Linked DNA regions of Mus musculus: all the other regions are linked to region 3. A link is a contact called in public HiChIP or PLAC-seq and Micro-C data. All regions are on one chromosome and are shown on one strand. The core of a region is the stretch at or near the end of the contact, and the rest is flanking DNA. Distances in the headings are between cores, read along the strand shown.

The links. Hi-C and Micro-C count contacts between places; a contact is called where the count stands out from the background. HiChIP or PLAC-seq counts read pairs in DNA pulled down with a chosen protein or histone mark.
Region 1: a contact with region 3 is called in a Micro-C map of embryonic stem cells, with 2.8 times the contacts expected there. The contact joins two enhancer-like sites. A contact is called at or near these places in 4 of 39 promoter capture datasets (hippocampal neurons, liver and pre-B cells), 4 of 484 Hi-C or Micro-C datasets (all in embryonic stem cells) and 1 of 9 other capture datasets (embryonic stem cells).
Region 2: a contact with region 3 is called in an H3K27ac HiChIP or PLAC-seq map of embryonic stem cells, with 4 times the contacts expected there. The contact joins two enhancer-like sites.

The regions. Positions count from the first base shown.
Region 1 is chr2:31,616,426-31,619,756 of GRCm38.p6, reverse strand. Fubp3 (far upstream element (FUSE) binding protein 3) reads right to left here. Exons shown (of 18, transcript NM_001033389.4): 18 at 2,231-3,331. Among named protein-coding and RNA genes, the nearest start is that of Mir6998, 5.7 kb to the right of the region's middle. Within about 2 kb of position 1,701, at least 11 of the 459 cell types and tissues checked have an H3K27ac peak or open chromatin away from gene starts, as enhancers often do. A contact at or near this core is called in embryonic stem cells, where this site is marked.
Region 2 is chr2:32,483,753-32,486,716 of GRCm38.p6, reverse strand. No RefSeq gene overlaps it. Among named protein-coding and RNA genes, the nearest start is that of Slc25a25, 34 kb to the right of the region's middle. Within about 2 kb of position 1,551, at least 24 of the 459 cell types and tissues checked have an H3K27ac peak or open chromatin away from gene starts, as enhancers often do. A contact at or near this core is called in embryonic stem cells, where this site is marked.
Region 3 is chr2:32,006,211-32,009,328 of GRCm38.p6, reverse strand. It overlaps Nup214 (nucleoporin 214), which reads right to left. Exons shown (of 36, transcript NM_172268.2): 18 at 2,537-2,640. Among named protein-coding and RNA genes, the nearest start is that of Gm13609, 9.6 kb to the left of the region's middle. Within about 2 kb of position 1,843, at least 18 of the 459 cell types and tissues checked have an H3K27ac peak or open chromatin away from gene starts, as enhancers often do. A contact at or near this core is called in embryonic stem cells, where this site is marked.

The DNA of each region.
Region 1 (3,331 bases), core at 452-2,951, 390 kb after region 3:
TTGGGTCCAGTATGGAAAGGGTGAGCACTCCCTTTTGGAACTTGGAGAAAGGCTTAAGACAAAGCCCAAGATAACCATGCAAGCACCCTGGCTCAGCAGCCCCCTGTGGGATTGTCAGACCACTTTCTGGCCATTAATCTGAGTCCTTCAGGAGCAGTTGCATTGCATTAGCTCAACCTAAACCCCAGCTGGGCCCTGGAGGGCTGGAAGTGGGCCTGGGAAACAGCAGTCCGGGAGCCAGCTGGAGCCGGGCTCCCGCATGTCCAGTGCCCCTTGGTCCGGGCACTTCAGCACACCATCTGTATGCCTGTGGGGCCATAGGACAGATACATGGGTGATCACCATCTAAGATGGTCCCACTGAGGCATAAGACTGCCTCCTACTTGACAGGCCAGGGGCGGTTATGGAGGTGCATGTCTTGGAGGATGGAGAATTCCTCACTCCAGTTCCAATTTGGATGGGGCTGCTTCAGTTCAGCGGAAGTCCTGCTGAATCCTGATTGTGGGCAGAGCCAGCATGGGTGTGGCAAGGTGGGTGTTGGGGGAGCCCTCTGAAGACAGACCAGGCACCACCCACTCCTACCTCGCCAAACACATACTGCCCTCCATGATGACCATGCAGCTTTCTTAATGGAACACAACCGCTGAACCTGGTACATTTCAAGCACTTTAGCCTTCCAGGACGACAGACTGCTGATGGAAACCATCTTCAGAGGGCGGGCGCCATGTTAATGAGAGGCCAAATTTCATATGCTTGCAAACTTTCCCCCCTGCGGCCTGCTGCTCTGCACACCCCACCCCCCAACAGAAGATTGCATCAGAGGGAAAGAGAGATTTCCATAATTTATAGTACGGCATTTCACTGGGGACAAACGCTAATCTGTACTTACCGATACATTTAAGAAAATGCATCCTCCCGCAAGCCTGCGCCATTTATGACTCTTGGCACAAACCGCAATGCTCAGTCTTCAATTAAGGGACACCTTAGGGTTCATTATCACACAATTGCTCCCTGTGAGCCATGCCAAATGCTGTTTTGGCACTGAGCATGGAAGATGAATTAGAAGGAAGTCTTCCCTGTAATGCCCTCTCCAACTTGCATTACTGCCATCAGCGCTGCTGCCCTTGTGGCTGGCCCTCCCCCTCCCCAGTGGCTTTCACTATTCAATTTCTCAATGTCAAACTCGATTCTCTAGAGGTGTAGTTAAAGATGCCACATCTCCTTTTTGTCTTCCGGCTCTCAACAGGCCTCAGTGTGGCCCAGATGGGACATTCTCCATACCATTTTGGGCTAAAGGATCCACAGATGTGTCTCTCATTCTCAAGTGTGTGGTGGAGACAAGGCACACAAACACATGCACGTTATCGTAATGGGCCTGTTGTATGTTCACACACACACACACACACACACACACACACACTCTAATGGGTCTACTATTTCTCTTTCGATATATACAAACACACACCAGGAAGAGGGTTCTGAGCAAGGACTGGTGACTGACTACACTGGGACAATTCCATAGTATGTAAGTACAGGGTGAAGGCTGAGCCAGGCAGATGCCCTGGTAAGAAACTAAATTTCAAACCAGTTGCTTTCAAACAGAGATAGAAAACAGCCAGCAAGGCTGCCTTTCCCCCTCTGGGCCCTGTGGTAGGCCTGCGGTAGGTGGGGTTGTATTCTTGTTTTCTCAGAACAAAAGGGATGCATCTGCTGCAGTCTCAGAGTCCTACCTGGGCCTGCTGGGAAGATTTCACTGGGGACAAACGCTAATCTGTACTTACCGATACATTTAAGAAAATGCATCCTCCCGCAAGCCTGCGCCATTTATGACTCTTGGCATGGGTGAGTGGGCCTTGAGGGTGCCACAGGCAGGGAGACCGCCTAGGCGCGCGCACACACAGGGCAGGGCTGGTGTGCTTTTAGGTGAGAACATGCCACCTCAGAGTGGGGGGTGGGGAGGGTCTCAGCTCAGTGGGGTGCTGACCCATTGGCTTCCTCAGGGACCACACCTTTCTCAGGACCAAGCAGGACTGTTCTCGCTCAGATGCTGTCACTGTGAAGGCCGGTCCTTAGTGTGGCCTTAAGTCAAAGGGTCAAGTGTAAAGCTGCCACATAAAACGAACTTTACTTCAGAAGTCCCCAGAGGCTGTGTATATCAAAGAGTTGGGCTGATGCAGAGCCATTATCAGCTAGGCAGGGCAAGAGACAGGGGCCAGCAAACAAAACAGACTAAGAACACTTTGCCCACAAGACATCTTGTGGAAATTTTATTATATAGAGTGTAAAATGAATTGTCAGTCAAATAAAAAGAACATCTTTAAAAAACAACATGCATAACATTTCCAATGCCTTTTTAATAGTTAGACATTTCAAGCATCATAAGGAAAACAAGAACGGCAAACCGTAACGAGCACGTTTCAAACGGAATGTTCCTCAGGTCAATCCAAAATGCAGGAAAAAATAGCTTCAACTCCGTGTTTCCTTTAAAAATACATGTTATCTGTACAGATACACTACAGTAAACATTGGAAATCATAGTATCCCTTTTATTAAATCAAAATTATTTAACTCATACTGTTGTTAATACTAGATTTATTTATTTATCTAGTTAATTTGACAAATATTAAGAAAATATTTAAGGAAAAAAAGCAAAAACACCCTGGAATTAAAAAATAGTTACTACATTTTTTTATATGGTTTAATGTCCACAGTGTTTGTTAAAAGTTATATTGAATTTCTTTTTAATATTAAAAATAACAGTATTTATATTTCTGAGAATAGAGAAAGGCTTTTTGTTTTTAAAACCAGCTTGGAGGTCTTAGACACACAACTGCCCTGGATAATGGAGACGAGCAGCTTACACGAAGGCAGACCGCGTCTCTGCATCACCATCAAAACGCTAGAAATGACATAACCCACAAATGACCCTCCCGCAACACAAGGACCCGTCTCAGTTCAAAATTCACATCATTAATTACAATACATAATAGTTCAGTTTTTTTTAAAAAATGCAATAAAACCAGACAGCCAAGATACAAGAAATTAGAGGTGAAACACAATGAATTTACATTTACGAATATTTAAATACTGCTTCAAAAATTTTTAAAGAATTTGTTACATTACCACCTAAGACTTCCAAGCCATTTTTTCTGTTGTAACAGAAAAAAAAAAAAAAAAAAGGGAAAACAAAAACCAAAACCAAAAACCCAACAACAACAACAACAACAACAACAACAAACCCACCCCAAACTGTAACTAAAAAGACACAAGACAAAGCCATCGTGTGATGAAATGCCAGGCTCCGAGGAGAGCTTGGGCACCCGAGCTTGCA
Region 2 (2,964 bases), core at 302-2,801, 480 kb before region 3:
AAGACTGCAATGCCTACTGGTCAGTAAAGGATGCAGAGATGTCAGTAAATCACTCTGGACAGGGCTTCAGGGAACAGCATCTGCTGTATTACACACCAGCAAGCACTCATATCGCGGAAGCTATCGTCTGTGACTGGTTAGCACATTACCTCAGACTGGACAGTGAGCGCCCATACCACCAGGATCTCGGTGCGAGAGAAGCACATAAAAAGAGATGTGGAGAGGGCAGCCTCAGCAGGCCAGCTCCCAACTGTCAGGCTACTTCAGAATCCTCTGTTCTGACTTCTGGGCATACTCATGAGCATGGTACACCGTGCTTCTTATTTAGAAGTGCCATGTGCCGGGCAGGCTGGCTGCCAGGTCAGGCCCACACTTTCTCCTACAGATAAGTCTCCGGTGCTAGTACTTACCCAGACAACTACTTTGATAACACAGGAGCTGTGAGGAGCCAACTGGGGAGAGAGACAATGTGAGAGGCAGAGGCCAGAAAAGAAAGCATCCTGCGGCTGGAGGTAGAAAGTTAGGGCTTCATGCCGTGACAAGCGGCCAGTGTGGCTGGCATGGGATGGATGAGAAGACAGGAGCTAGAGATGGATGCTAGAATGGGGTTGATCTGTTGGAATCAGCCTCCAAAATACAGTGAAGGAGGGGCACTGCTGAGTTTCAGACTGAGAAAAACATTGCAATATAAGAATTAGCTCAGGGGCTGGAGAGAGGGCTCAGCGGTTAAGAGCGCCGACTAATCTTCCATAGGTCATGAGTTCAAATCCCAGCAGCCACATGATGACTCACAACCATCCGTAATGAGCCATCTGAAACCCTCTTCTGGTGTGTCTGAAGACAGCTACAGTGTACTCACATATAATAATAAATAAATCTTTGGGCAGGAGTGAGTGGAGACAGAGCAACTACATGATGTCTCACAACCATCTGTCTGTCACAACTGTCTGTCCAGCTACAGTGTACTCCCATACAGAAAATAAATCAATTAGTTCATGCTCCTGTAATCCTAGCACTCAGAAGATCAAGGCAAGAAGATCAGGAGCTCCAGGCTAGTCTGGGCTACACAGTGAAGCCTTGTTTCACTCAATCCACCAATAAGACTTCAAGGCACAGAAAGTAGTCTGGTAGACATGGGATTCAGGTCTGCTTGGCTCCTACCTCTGAGCTCTCGGCCCCTCTGGCTGAGAAGCAGAGTGAACCAATCTACTTTCAAATCTGATCACCTCAGGAAGTGGGGACCTAAGAAGGGGGAAGGAGCTTCCCCTAAGCGGTACAGGGGGTCAGGGTCTATTTCAGAGATGAGGTCTCCAGGGTCCCAGGCTCCACACCCACACTCAGCTCCGGCAGCCAGGCCAGGCCAGGCCCCTGCTCCAGTTCTGAGGCCCAGAGAAACCATTTGGTGTTTGGAGAACAAAGGGCTGCTCCCTGCGTTCCAGGAAGCGGTGTCAGCTGGGGCCAGGTTCTTGGTCTGTACTGGTGGTGGCTGGTTTCAGCCACCTAGGTCTCTCCTACCCCATGCAGGCTCCAAGTGGACCTGGACTCCTCCGGAGGCATCGGGTGACACCTGCCCTACCCTAAGCTCTGTCCACCCTGCTGAGCACAGGGTGAAATCTAGGACTGTGACTCTTCAGTCCTGTTGCATTTTCCACCAGAGCTTGTGCTCAGAGACCAAAGGGCTCGGGGACACAGAGTCCAGGGGATGGTTCTCGAATCCATGGCCAGCCAGCCAAGCAGGCCTGCAGCCCCTCCCCTCAGCCCAACCCCAAGACCAAAGATCTTAGGGCAGACAGTTCACTGCTCTGGCTTGCTTATTCTAGAATGAAGCTGCTGAGTCAAAAGAACTTGCATTCATTCATTCATTCGTTCGCTCGTTCATTCATTCATCTATTTGTTTGTTTGTTTGTTTATTGGCAAGCTTTCACTACATAGACCAGGCTGGTTTCGAACTCACAGAACTTGTCCTGCATCTGCCTATGGACTTCTGAGAGTAAAGATGTGGACCACGGTGGCCAGTACATTTATTTATTTCTAATTCTCCCTGTGTATATCTGGCTGGCGGTAGATCTCAGAAATCACTATGTAAACCAGGATAGCCTTGTTCTTGCTGTGATCTGCCTGCCCCTGTCTTAGGAGTGCTAGAACTACAGGAATGCATTACCATGCCTGGTTAATTTTGTTTAAAAAAAAAATTAAAAATCCTTTGTGTTTGTGTACACATGCAGAGGTGTGGGCATCGGTGTGTCAAGGCTTGTGGAGGTCAGATCACAGCTGTAGGAGGGCATTTCTCACCTGCTGGCCTATTTGAGACTGTGTGTTCACTGTGGCATGTGACAGGCTATGTGGCCCCTGGGATTCTCTGGCTTCTGTGACTTTCTCACCTATGGGATGCTGGAATTCCGGATGCTGAGAACCACCTTGTCTGGCTTTACATGGGATCTCATCTCTGGTCCACACACTTGGATGTGAGAGGAGTTGCTTAGGGATAAGGATGGGGGATTGCTGGGAGTGGGCAAGGCTACAGAAGAGCACCAAGAACTTGGGGGTCATGGAGGTTTGCATGATCGATCATTCCCATCACCAGGTGTACACTCCATCATCAAATTACTACACATATGGACTTTATTGTATGTCAGTGATACTTCAACAAAACTAGAAAAATAAATTAAATAAATACAGATAACTAGGCCCCACCAGGCCTTTCTAATGACCCCAGCTTCTATACAAGGTCCTGGGCAATTCAAAAGGCTTCCAAGGAGTCACTTTTCAGCTTGTTAGCTACAATCAGACATTTAAAACAATAATTAATAAGCGGGTGGAGCCGGGTGTGGTGGCACATGCCTTTGATCCCAGCACTTGGGAGGCAGAGGCAGGCAGATTTCTGAGTTTGAAGCCAGCCTGGTCTACAGAGTGAGTTCCAGGACGGCCAGGGCTACAGAGAAACACTGTCTCGAAAAACCACAA
Region 3 (3,118 bases), core at 594-3,093:
AAACTTTCTATGCCCCAGTACAGGGGAACGCCAGGGCCAAGAAGTGGGAGTGGGTGGGTAGGGGAGCAGGGCAGGGGGAGGGTATAGGGTTTTTTTTTGGGGGGGGGGAAGGATAGCATTTGAAATGTAAATGAAGAAATTATCTAATAAAAAATTAAAAAAAAAACCAAACAAACAAAAAATGGGTAGTTCAAAACAAGTACAAGCCACATGGTTTGTCTGCTGCTGTCTGTCTGGGCATCGGTCTCTCAGCACAGAACGATCAGAATGAAAACTGCTGATGTTCAACAGAAACTTTCAGTTTTATTTCCTTTTCTCGGACCCACTGAGAAGAACAAGGCAGCCAAGAGAGTGAACTTGAGCTCTGCGGAAAGGGACCTGATCAGTGCCGTGCAGCGAGGAGATGGCTGGGGCAGTAACAGTAAAGAAAGCTCGTTTCTGGTAGCATGTGCAGTCTCAGAAAGCCTACTTCTAGGCAAAGCAACGTGTATGAGGGTTAACACACTCATGCTTTTCTGGAGTACTTCCTCGTTCTCAGCACACAGCATTCTATTCCTTCTACAAAGCACAAGCACAAACCAGACCATGACAGGCAGCTGCAAGCTCGCCCGTCTTCAGCATCACTTTAAACAGCCACCTTAATTAATTTTCCCTCATGCTCATGCTTACATTCCCAGCCCTTGGGAGACTGAGGCAGGAGGAATGCCAAGCACCCAAGGCCTTCGGGACAATAAACGGTGAGAGCATTTCTCAAAATGCTAATCAAACAAACAAACCAAAAAAAAAAAAAAGTGGGGGTGGGAAGAAAAATATTTTCTCAAAAGGACAACTTGGAAAACTAACAAATGTACAAGAGGACTGCTCTCTGTTTTCTAAGGTGTGTTTACTTAGTGTGTGTCAGAGTATGAGCACTATGAACATACAGAGCTTGTGCAAAGAAGATGGTCAGATTCCTTGAAGCTGGAGTTACAGGCAGCTGTGCAGTACCCAATGTGGGTGATGGGAATTGAACTCAGGTCCTCTGGAAGATCAGCCAGGACTGTTAACCATTGAGCCATCCTATCCAATCCCATGGGGAATTCTCTTTTTTTTCCATTGTTCTAGGTTTATTTGATGTTTTCCTTGGCATGACACTTGGGTGGTTGGTTCCATCATCCATATTTCATTTCACATAATAATATTGAAATAATCTTACATTTCACAAAATATTGCAATGTACACCACAGACACATAACACATAAATTATCCTGTAGCACAGTTATGTACAAGATATGCATATGAAAGGAAATAAAACTGTAATTCATGTAATGTATGTCAAATAGCCCAAAGAGTTGTTTGTGAGCTTTGAAACCTGGGGCTGAGAACATAGCAGAACAGACCAGGACATGCCCGGGCAGGCCCATCGCCTCCCTATCTCCTACCCCTCTGACCTAAGTTAAATGTTACAGCTGATGTTTAAATGGACCAATCATGTGAAACCGCGCCAATTCCTCCCCCAGCCCCACTCCTTTTCTATAAAAACCCCTAGCTTCCAAGCCTCGTGGTCGAATCCACTGTCTCCTGTTATGTGAGATACGTTTCGACCCGGAGCTCCGCCATTAAAAACCTCTTGTTGTTACATCAAGGTGTTGTGTTCTATTCGTGATTCTTGGGTGCACGCCGAATCGGGAGCTGAGTGGGGGTTTCCCCACTGAGTTCTTTCACATAATGGACTTAGACACTGCAGCCAGGTTATGACTAACTGGGAACTCGCTGGCCTAGGCATGTTTGATATGGGCGCGCAGCTCAGCAATGCAGCAGGCTTACAGGATAACTGAAGCCTGCACAGTTGGCAGTGTGTCTTGGAGACAGTGGGACTGTCACACTAGCCATGTTACCACTACACAAGTCCCACCTGGCAGCAGGGTGGAGCTGTGAGGTGCTTCTGTGAATCTCCCCACAGATCTGCTTCCTCTCTCCAACACTTGTACCTTCCCACTGAAAACATCTGAAATGCTTTTCAATTATTTTATACGTTTGATACAAGATAAAAATCATTCAATGTAATTCCTCAAGAACATGTTATCGGTGGCAACAAAGGGTAACGTATACCTTCTTGATGTTTGGGCTTTGACAATTGAAATGCTAGACATTGAACATGTGGTATAGACACACAGAAGTCAACTGCCTTATCCCCGAGCTACTCTCAACCCTTACAAAATGCATATTCTTTTTTTTGTTTGTTTTCGAGACACGGTTTCTCTGTATAGCCCAGGCTGGCCTTGAACTCAAAGATTCATTCACCTGCCTCTGCTTCCCAAGTGCTCGCATTAAAGGCGTGCACCACCACGCCCAGTTAAAATTCAAGTTATCATTTTAAAATTCCATGCATAAGATGTGATGCAAACTCATTTATATAAATTACAACGGCCATCACTCAGGGTTTTGTAAATGATACATGTAAAGGTGAAATGGCTAAGCAGGAGGAAAGGTGCCTGTGAGATTTTTACTTGTGCTCCTACAAAAAGCGGAGGGGATAACATGTCCTCGCCCTCACCTCTGTCTCTTCTTCTGCTCCAGATGCCGATCCCACTCTAAGTCTAGGACGTCATTCACATCCTGGACAGCAAATTTCACGTACTGGTGAAGGCGGCGAATTTCCTACAAGAGAAAAATTAAAAGGCAAATGATTCATTGTTCTGGTAGCTAGCTGGGTAGCTGGGGGGAAGATGCATTAAAGTATTCAAAAATAATCTTGAAATATTTCTATATTGAGAACTGTATGAACAAGGAAAACACTAGGCTTTAATATATCCATTAAATAAAAGCCATTTAATAAAATGAAAAACGGAAATTCCATTTCTGCAGTAGTGTAACAGAGATGGAGCAGAGACTGGGGGAGAGGATGAGAGGAACAGACGCACCCACTTCCTCTCCCCTGCTGCCCCTGGGAAGGGTGGGACTTGCAGGAGCAGCCCACTATGCTCACTCACAGTGCGCCCATTTAGTTCTCCTCCCCCATTATGAAATGAACTGTCAAGTAGACAAGCTGATTCAACAATTGGTGCTGGGAATACCTCTGACCCTAGATATTCATAGCACAGAACATACAGGCCATCTCACCATTTGAGAAGCACTA